Regions from separate parts of the Mus musculus genome. Here all the other regions are linked to region 2. The links are chromatin contacts, called in public Hi-C maps. All regions are on one chromosome and are shown on one strand. Each heading gives the region's core, a stretch centred on a gene start, on an enhancer-like site or on the middle of the called end of the contact. The rest is flanking DNA. Distances are from core to core; before and after follow the strand shown.

What was found. A called contact is a pair of places that touch in the nucleus more often than the background predicts.
Region 1: a Hi-C map of the C2C12 cell line shows a contact between it and region 2, with 1.7 times the contacts expected there. The contact joins two enhancer-like sites. A contact is called at or near these places in 6 of 484 Hi-C or Micro-C datasets (the C2C12 cell line, cortical neurons, embryonic stem cells and 1 more) and 1 of 9 other capture datasets (embryonic stem cells).
Region 3: a contact with region 2 is called in a Hi-C map of the C2C12 cell line, with 2.2 times the contacts expected there. The contact joins two enhancer-like sites. A contact is called at or near these places in 1 of 15 datasets of contacts at CTCF or cohesin (the NIH/3T3 cell line), 2 of 484 Hi-C or Micro-C datasets (the C2C12 cell line and embryonic stem cells) and 1 of 9 other capture datasets (embryonic stem cells).

The regions. Positions count from the first base shown.
Region 1 is chr11:57,138,977-57,141,973 of GRCm38.p6, reverse strand. The region is part of intron 2 of Gria1 (glutamate receptor, ionotropic, AMPA1 (alpha 1)); the gene reads right to left. Among named protein-coding and RNA genes, the nearest start is that of Gria1, 130 kb to the right of the region's middle. Within about 2 kb of position 1,358, at least 36 of the 459 cell types and tissues checked have an H3K27ac peak or open chromatin away from gene starts, as enhancers often do. A contact at or near this core is called in the C2C12 cell line, where this site is marked.
Region 2 is chr11:57,458,219-57,461,307 of GRCm38.p6, reverse strand. No RefSeq gene overlaps it. Among named protein-coding and RNA genes, the nearest start is that of Fam114a2, 59 kb to the left of the region's middle. Within about 2 kb of position 1,352, at least 7 of the 459 cell types and tissues checked have an H3K27ac peak or open chromatin away from gene starts, as enhancers often do. A contact at or near this core is called in the C2C12 cell line, where this site is marked.
Region 3 is chr11:57,089,994-57,092,807 of GRCm38.p6, reverse strand. The region is part of intron 2 of Gria1 (glutamate receptor, ionotropic, AMPA1 (alpha 1)); the gene reads right to left. Among named protein-coding and RNA genes, the nearest start is that of Gria1, 80 kb to the right of the region's middle. Within about 2 kb of position 1,312, at least 43 of the 459 cell types and tissues checked have an H3K27ac peak or open chromatin away from gene starts, as enhancers often do. A contact at or near this core is called in the C2C12 cell line, where this site is marked.

The DNA of each region.
Region 1 (2,997 bases), core at 109-2,608, 320 kb after region 2:
GTGTGTGTGTGTGTGTGTAAAGAGGGCATCAGATCTCTGTGAGCTGAAGGTACGGGAGGTTGTAAGCTTCCTGACATGGTTGCTGGGAACCGAATATGGACACTCTGTTAGAACAGCAAGCACTCTTTTTTTTTTAAGTAATTTTTTTATTGCGTATTTTCCTCAATTACATTTCCAATGCTATCCCAAAAGTCCCCCATACCCCCCCCCCCGTACTCCCCTACCCACCCATTCCCACTTTTTGGCCCTGGAGTTCCCCTGTACTGGGGCATATAAAGTTTGCGTGTCGAATGGGCCTCTCTTTCCAGTGATGGCCTACTAGGCCATCTTTTGATACATATGCAGCTAGAGTCAAGAGCTCTGACACCATTGCATACACTAGCAAGCGTTTGCTGAAAGGACCCTGATATAACAGCAAGCACTCTTAAGGTGTCAGACATCGCTGCGGTCTCAACTTGTTAATCTTGTTCTTTCTCCAGCTTTCTCGTGGCAGCCAACAAACTATCTGCTCGGAAGGTTGGATGGGTCATCAACCAAGAAATTTACATTTAAAGTCCAATTTTACTACTTAGCAATCAGCATGTAGTTTTCAGTGTTTATTATAATGAATTTTTGTGATGCTCTTAAGAAAAGGGAGATTTCAGCCTTCTTGAGGGGTCAAATGAACGGACCTGAAATGAGTTCTGCAACTTCCTAGCCATGCAATGTTGAGTGAGTGAGAGCCTTACCAGCAGTGGACAGACTTACACATGCTTGCACATACTTACAGTCAGCCATCAGACTGAGGTCTCAGACACCTATGCATGAGTTAGGGGAAGGATTAAAGGACCTGAAGGGGATGGCAATCCCATAGGAAGACCAACAGCACCAAGTAGCCTGGACATGTGTAGCAGAGGACTGACTACCTTGTCTGGCACCAATGGGAGAGGATTCGCCTAATCCTGTAGAGATTCGATACCCTAGAGAAGGAGGGATGCCTGGGGCGGGGGCTGCTCTCTCAGAGGTGAAGGGGAGAGAGGATGGGGTGAAGAACTTTGAGAGGGGGAACATTGAGGGTGTAAATAAAAAACAATTTAAAAAGATCCCTTAGTTTCTTGAACATATTCATATATATCTGTGGAAAAAGTGACACGTGCTAAACACGTGCTTCATAGGAGAGGGATGTGTATGTCTACAATCTAGAGACCTAGGAAGGTGATGGCTGATGCAATGGGTAGGATCAAGACCACAGAGCTGGATGGCAAAGGTAGACCACAGTGAATATTTTCTAAGAAAAAAGCCAGTTGCTGATGACACACAGTGTCTTTGGGGCCTCATAGGCTTCCCGGTGCTAAGGAGAGAGGAACGATGTAAATGCTCTCAGCTGCCTGGAATGCTAAAGGGTTTTCGATTCCATGATGACTAACAGCAAGAAGAGGCAGTTTCTGGGAAAAGCAGAAAGGAAACAAAGAAGTAGAGCGGGGTGGGGGCTGGGAGTGAGTGGGGCGGGGGAGGAAAGCAGGACTCATAGCCTAGGAACAAAACACCGACTACTCCCCCCAGATCCAGACTGGTGCCCATCACATCATGTGCGTAGGCGTGTCTGATACGCACACACTGATTTTTGTAGGAACCTGAGGTGTGGAGGGAGGCGTCTTTCTGCAGAAGACAAATAAGACTAATGGACTGAAAGTACAGAGGGGGAGAAACACTCTGTCAGTCACTTTGGTTAAATGTGTGATGGCTGTGTTCGAAGATGCTTCCAGAACTGCTCCTGCCAGCGCACCGTCCTCAGCCACCTAGGCGCTTGCTTTGGTGCTGTCTTCTTGCAGGGGCTGCCTGGTGTGAATCAAAGAGAATCACATTAGGAAGAGACTGGCTGAGACAGCATGGTCTGGAACAAAAAATTTCACTGAGAGATGGAGATGGAAAGAAAAAAAGAGTTTAGTCCCCAAAGGAGGACTGACGGCAGGAATACTAATTTGCTGCAGCCTTCCTCAGCCAAAGAGTAGTGACTTCCTTGAAATTCAGATGCACACAAGACCATGAGGATCCTAAATAAGCCACTGCTCGTTGAGTCCAAGAGTTCTCTTTTGCAGCTGAAGGAATGGGGCTGATATTTAGGGATTTAGAAAGAAGGAATGTACAGGGTCCAACTGCAAATGTTTCCATGCTAATACCATACCTGGGAAGTTGTTTTGGGTTCTGCCATGTGAGGTTGCTATGTGAGGAAGCTTGCAGGGGATGCTGGGAGTTGGGGTGGGCATTCTCCTTGGTGCAGAGAGAGGGAAGGTATCCCCTTATGGTTTATGAAAGGTTCTTTTCTTCTGAGGAAGTATTAACCAGCCATTTGTCTTGTTCTCTTACCTGTTATCCTGTTTGTCAGTGGTTCAATAAGCCTTGTCTGTATTAAGGCCTGCAGATACTAGGTGGTGTGGACCCTAGGCTATTTAGGGTGCTTAACACAACCTTCTTAATGAAATATTCACGATGAATTACAGGGCATATCCCAATTATCCATTTACACCTAAAGACATATAGGCTGTGGAAGAATAGCTTGCACAAGGCTTCAGCTTGCAGGAACTTAGATGCAAGTCTGAGTCATAAGGCTAAGTGCCCTGGACCATGTTTTCTTATCTATAATATGAGAATGACCAATCACCTCCTCTTCAAAGTCTCATATTTCCAAAACTCCCCCAGGAGGACCATCAGCGAGGCCACTACTATTTCTGAATCTTTCAGGGCTGGGGATGGAGCTCTGGGCTCCATAGGCTCTGGGCTGAATAGGTTAGCACTCCACCACAGGCTAGCACGTTACCACAGAGTGCTATCTGCAGCCCTTAGCGTTTCTGTTTTGCATACTTTCCCATCATGCTCCTATCTCTCCCCACGTACATTCAGCACATCAAGGGGTTCAAAGATTTCCCCTCTTACAACCTGGTCCCATTTTATCCCCCACTTGGTTGAAAATGGTACAAAGGAGGACACACCAGTCAACAGGAATCCCTTACTTCCCAT
Region 2 (3,089 bases), core at 103-2,602:
CAATTATTACCACAACCATAATCACCATAACCATCATCACCAAAACTACCACCAGCACGAAACAAAATTACCACTACCACCACCATCACCACCACCACCACAACAGTGAAAGTATAAAGGGTTCTGTGGAATACATTAAGGCCATGTTAAATTATATTGATTTAAGCTGTTTTGAATCTTTATGTAAAAATGGTTCATAAGGTCTTTTGTTGGTGGTAGTTGTTCCTCTTTTGTTTTGAGTTTTGAAGACAGGGTCTCATGTAACCCAGGTGGCCTTAAATTCAGTACACACAGGCTGATTTTGAACTACTGATCTTCCTGTCTCTGCTTCCCAACTGCTGGGGTTACAGACATGACCCACCACACCTAGCTCTCATAGGATCTTTATGATGTCCACTGTTTACAGAGTTGTCTCAGGGGCCAGCCCCCCACCCCCTAAACACACAATGTTTCACACACATATGGGACCGAGGAAATGTCTTTTTGCCAAGCATCTGGTAGCATTGGCCTTTGGTAGTGGCCACTTTGATATTCACTAGAAAGTTAACAAAATGTGAGACCTAGAAGGACCCTTACTCTAGGTCATGGAGGGCGCTTAGCAGTGGGCGAGGTGATTACGCCCCTGTCCACATGTGCAAGGCTCTGGGATCCACCCACAGTGCTGCAAAAATGTTACCATATGTCTGAGGAAATTGAAGCCCATAAAGCTAACAATATTGGCCAAAGCTTAACAAAGCTATTGGTAGGAGAGCCAAGCTGGGGTCCAAGCCTTTTGATTTCAGCCTTCTCGAAGCTACCTAGCCATGCAATACTAGCTCCTAGGGAGGGACAATCAAGGAGACACCTAGCTTCCACATGGCCTGTGTGGTGAGTATCTTTGGTGGTGGTTAGTTCTGCTTAGAGGGCATGAACTACACTTAGCATCTGACCTTTTATTTACCTATTTTGAGGAAAGACATTTTGCATTTTAAATCAGATCCACAAATCCAAGTGTGTTCTCTGTTGCACATTTCTGGGTAAGACTGAAGGCCTCGGGGACGTTTAATCCGAGCTTCTGATCCATCTTCATTTGAACCATTCTGTGCTGCATCTCTTAAGTCGCCTCCCTGTCTAGCACCCTCTGAGTTTTCATCAAATCTCTCTTCCCTAGGAAAGAAGGTGTTTGGATGGATGGGAAGTCTCCTTTCCCCAAACCATTACACCTCTCCCAACTTACTCTAAAAAATTTCCCCCAAACCTATCCTGGAAATCATAAATGCCTTTCAGAATGGAGAGTATGTGTTGGAGAGCTGCCGAGAGAAGAGACAGAAACGGTGCAAAGAATCAGGCCGGGAGGAGCCGTGGGATGAGTCATCCCGGAAGGTGGCCAAGGGGTGATTTGGCAGTGCTGGAAGAGAAATGGCTGCTTCGAAGGCTGGGGATCAGTTACTACTCCAAGGAGAGAAAGTGCTTGAAGCTGAGGCTGCAGGAATTAACTTAGGAGGTAGGCTGGGGATGGTCTTAGGACATTAGAGAGCCCTGGAGAGGTAAAGAAAGGCCCCTGGCTGGCAGAAAAGCTTCGTTTCTGTTCTTCATTTCCTGTGAGTATGTGTGCATAAGTGTGTGCACAAGCATGTGTGTGTGAGAGTGTGTGTGCGTGTCTCTCTGTGTGTATATTGCATACACACGTGGAAGCCAGAGGTCAACATTAGATGTCTTTCTCAGGAGTTTTCCACCTGATTTTCTGAGACAGGTTCTCTAAAAGGAACCTGGGGCTCTTAGATTAGGTCAAGCTGCTCACCTCTGAGCACAGGGAATTATCTACCTCCCCAGTGCTGGAATGAAGGTGCTTAGATATCTAAACAAAGCAGAAGGAAAGATTACTGTGTATGCACGTGCCCCATTGTGTATGTGGAGGTCTGAGGACAACTTCCAAGGACTGGCTTCTCCGTCCACTATGTGAATCTTTGGGCTTAAAATCAGGTCATCCAGGTTTGGTGGCATGTGGCTTTTCACGTGGGTGCTGGTAATGATCTCAACTCCTCAGTTTCGCAGCAAGCACTGAGCTGACTGAGCCATCTCCACACCAGACTCTGCTGGCGTGGTGTGAGTGTATCTATCTGCTACCACTATTTTTGCGGCATGGGACCTGGGGGGGGGGTACTGCTCTGGAGACCTCGTGTTGCTGTTTATAAAGAGGAGCTGATCCCTAACCCCAGCATCATCCAGAGGACTGGGTACTCTGGGCTACGCTCCTGGGTGACCTAGGGGCTCATAAGTGGTAGTGCTTCCTATGGTGATGTGGTAATGAACTTAGTGCTCATGGCCAGAAATTTGCAGCTACTCTTAGCTCCCTGTCGCTCATCCTTATAGCCTCACTGGAGGGAAGCCTGTACTTGTCCATGACCCAGGATGCAAGGACCGGCTTCTCAGATGCACTAGAAAGGGCAATGTCTTTTGGAATTCTTGAGTGGATTTGCCCTCTCTCCATCATAGACCTGAAGACATCACTGATGCTGAGGTTGTTTCAAGGACCCAGACTGCCTAACATTGGGAAATAACTTCTCACCTGGGAACACTGCATGCATAGGGAAATTCCCCCATCAGTGGTGATGGGGGGGGCTCTCCTACAGAGGGACGGTACTACCACTGAACTCCATGCCTCTTGGATCAGAGAAGATCCTATCCGTTGGGGATGAAGGTCACAGCAGCAAACGAAACTTCTAGGGGGATTGAAGAACCTTTGAGAGCTGCTTCCTTGATTTCACACTGCGTGGCCACTTGACTGTGGCATATGTTTTCCGATTTATTTTAGCGACTAACCAGAAATGCACAGTGGGTGTCAATGTGTGGAGTCCTGTTTTGCCAATACACAGCCCACCTGCAAAATGCTGTGTCCATCACTCAGGGAAGACAGTGCAGAGATGGGTCAAAGCAACTGGCAGAGACTGAATCAGGGAAGAGTGAGGTCAGGGCAGCTAGTCATGATGGAGTGGGTAGGGCTTTCTGAAACAATGGGATCTGTCTTCACCTCATAAGGAGTGATAGCTCTTGGAGAGACAGATGTAACCACAAGAGGCTATTGGTGTGGGGGAGGGGACAGTTTGGAG
Region 3 (2,814 bases), core at 63-2,562, 370 kb after region 2:
GGAATTGACAGCATAATGTACCTTTTCCACTCTGCTGGGGAAGGCCTGAGGCAGCACAGAAAGGCTGGGCAATTAGGCAGGCATGGGAAAGGGAAAGGAGTCTGAAGCCTATCACCTGCCGAGAATCAAGAATCTCCACACAATAACTTAAGAGGCAATATTCACTTCATAAGGAGTTTCCAAGCAGGGCCGTTAAAATAGCATGGACCATACTTAGGCTCAAGCACATACAACCTGGGCTTCCTCCTAGTCCTGGTGCTTGTTTGGGAATCTAACAAACAAGAGTAAAGTTTCATTTACTGTAAAATCATCTTCCCGTCCTCTACAACTGAAATGGCCAAGGCTTTAGCCTACCCTCCCAGGAACCACCCAATGGTCTCATTTGCTGAACAAGCAAAGACGAGGACTCTTTGAGATGGAACCCAGAAATCACTAAAAACTACACATCGTGACTCTCCCTTGAGAAGACTATGTCCACATTTGGGTGTGTGCTCTTATTTCCCATGTTTCTATTTCTATGCACCCCCTCCCATCCTTAAATCTATGCAAAGCTTTTTATGTTATGAAACTTCCACTCCCTATACATGTGTAGCAGATGTGCAGCTCTGACTTCGTGTGGTTCCCTCAACAACTGAGCAGGGGGGTGTTCCTGAATCTGTTTCTTGCCTCTGGATCCAATGAGTCCATATTGGATATAATCCCTCTTACAATGTTGGAGAATCTCATAACCAAAGGTGGAGAAGCTCTATGGAACCTTCTAGAAACATTGCATTTTCTTGAGGGCAGGTCATTGGAAACCCCTGCTGTGTGGAATAGAGGACCCGCATCCAACCAGCTCCCCTAGCTACCTTGCACTTAGTCTTGGGTGTGTACTGATGACTGCCTGCGGAATGATCTAGAAGGAAAGCACAATTTAGAAATCAAAGTCCATTGCACAGGACAAAGAACTCTATCAACAGTGAAAGCCACTGTGAGGTTTCAACTGAAACCACCCAGCAGGGCTCTTGTGACACGGAGGACTGGCAGGCAGGAGGGCAGGAAGTGGTCAGTAGCACAGACTCCAGAGTCAAACTGCCTTGGAATTTCTCCAGCTTTGACCATTGCACACAATGCAAACTTGAGCACTTAACTCTCTGTGCCTGGGTTTCCTCTGTAAATGGCATTCTTGGTAATCTCTCTTGCATGAAGGTTTTGGGGGAATGAGCTGCATGATACACACAGCAATGTGGTTCCCCAGTGTTGGGTAAAGCTCACTGATTGTTAGGACCCTATTGTGTGGACTGAACCCACATCCATCCATAGGGCTGGTCTGGCAAGGAGGAGACATAGCAAGAGAATGAGCATATGCCCTCATGCCCTCCTGCTCACTGCTTTGTGAGTCAGTCATGACTCAAGAGCTCATGCGATCCAAAACAAATGCTCTTCCATTATATCACCTAAGGGGGAGGATGGGTTATGCATTGTCTACGGGGCCAGAGCTGCCTTGAGAGCCTGGAGGACACTGACCCAGAACAATTAATTCAAGTCCTCTGGGGACAGCCCTGCTTGGGAGTTGCAGTATTTTGCACAAAGTTAAGGCCTGCAGAATATAACTCAGGGGAGAGAGACAACAGGGAGAGAAGATTAAGAGGAAGAATTAAAAAGAGAGATGAGTGGTAGCCTGATATGGTGGTGGGTACCTGGAATTCCAGCACTGGGGGGTGGTAGCAAGATCATCAGCTCAAGGTCATAGTCAGAGATATTGAGGCCAGCCTGTGTTATAAAGGACTATGTTTTAAAAACAGTTTTTAAAAAAGAGAAAAGAAAACCAATCTAAGAAACAAGAGGTGGGTAGGTTGGAGTGCTAGGCAGGGCTAGGAGGAAGCAGAGTAGTGAGCCCTGACTAAGCAAAGCCTCATAGCTCTTGCCAAGCTTTGGGTTCTCTAGCTCCTAAATATTAACAAGCCATTGGTTCTTTTAAAGTAGGAAGGTAGAAGTGACCTTTCACCTTCAATTTGGGGAGCTGCTGATAACAAAACCAGGTTGGGGCCAGTGTGTAGTTGCCACATTTTCATAAACAGCCTCCCAGGCACACCTATTGAACAGGTTACCAAGAAACCACACGAGCAGCCAGCCCTAAGAGTGAGTAGGACCAAGAAGCCAACTTTATCTAAAAAGAATGCTGATTAAGGAATGACATTGGCAGCTGCCCCCTGACCCGGACAGGCACACACACACACACACACACACACACACACACACACACACACACACACACACAAGATACACACAAGATCAAGGACATAAATTTTGTCCCACTATTTGATGATGGCAATTCTAGTCACACATGGTAGCTGCCCACGCCTCCTGCCTCCTAGATACTGGCCTAGGAGCTGAGGATGTCCATGCTGCTAAGAAGAAAACTAGAGTCTCAGCAACTTCGGAGTGCTGGGAGGTCAACTCAAGCCTTTGGCCCTATAGTATATTCCCCAAAGACCACATAGATATCAGAGGATGCTGAGTTTTTGCTCTTACTGGAGTACTGGCCTAAAAGCTGAGAGCCACATGTGTGGATTTACCATACTGTAACCAAGAAGGGTCTTTCAAGGAACCATGTGTGTCACACTCAGTACATCCTCTCTTGAGTTGTGCCATTGGTGGCCCAGACGGTAAATAGCTGAAATTCTAGAAGTTGGTTCCCACACCATACAGTAAACAAGGCCAGCTCAGTCTGGGGGTCATATATGAATCATGTCACCATGTTTAATCATAGAGAATTTTAAGCCTTGTGGTATATCCGTCTGAAATTCTGGGCCACCAACAGCACAACAGTCT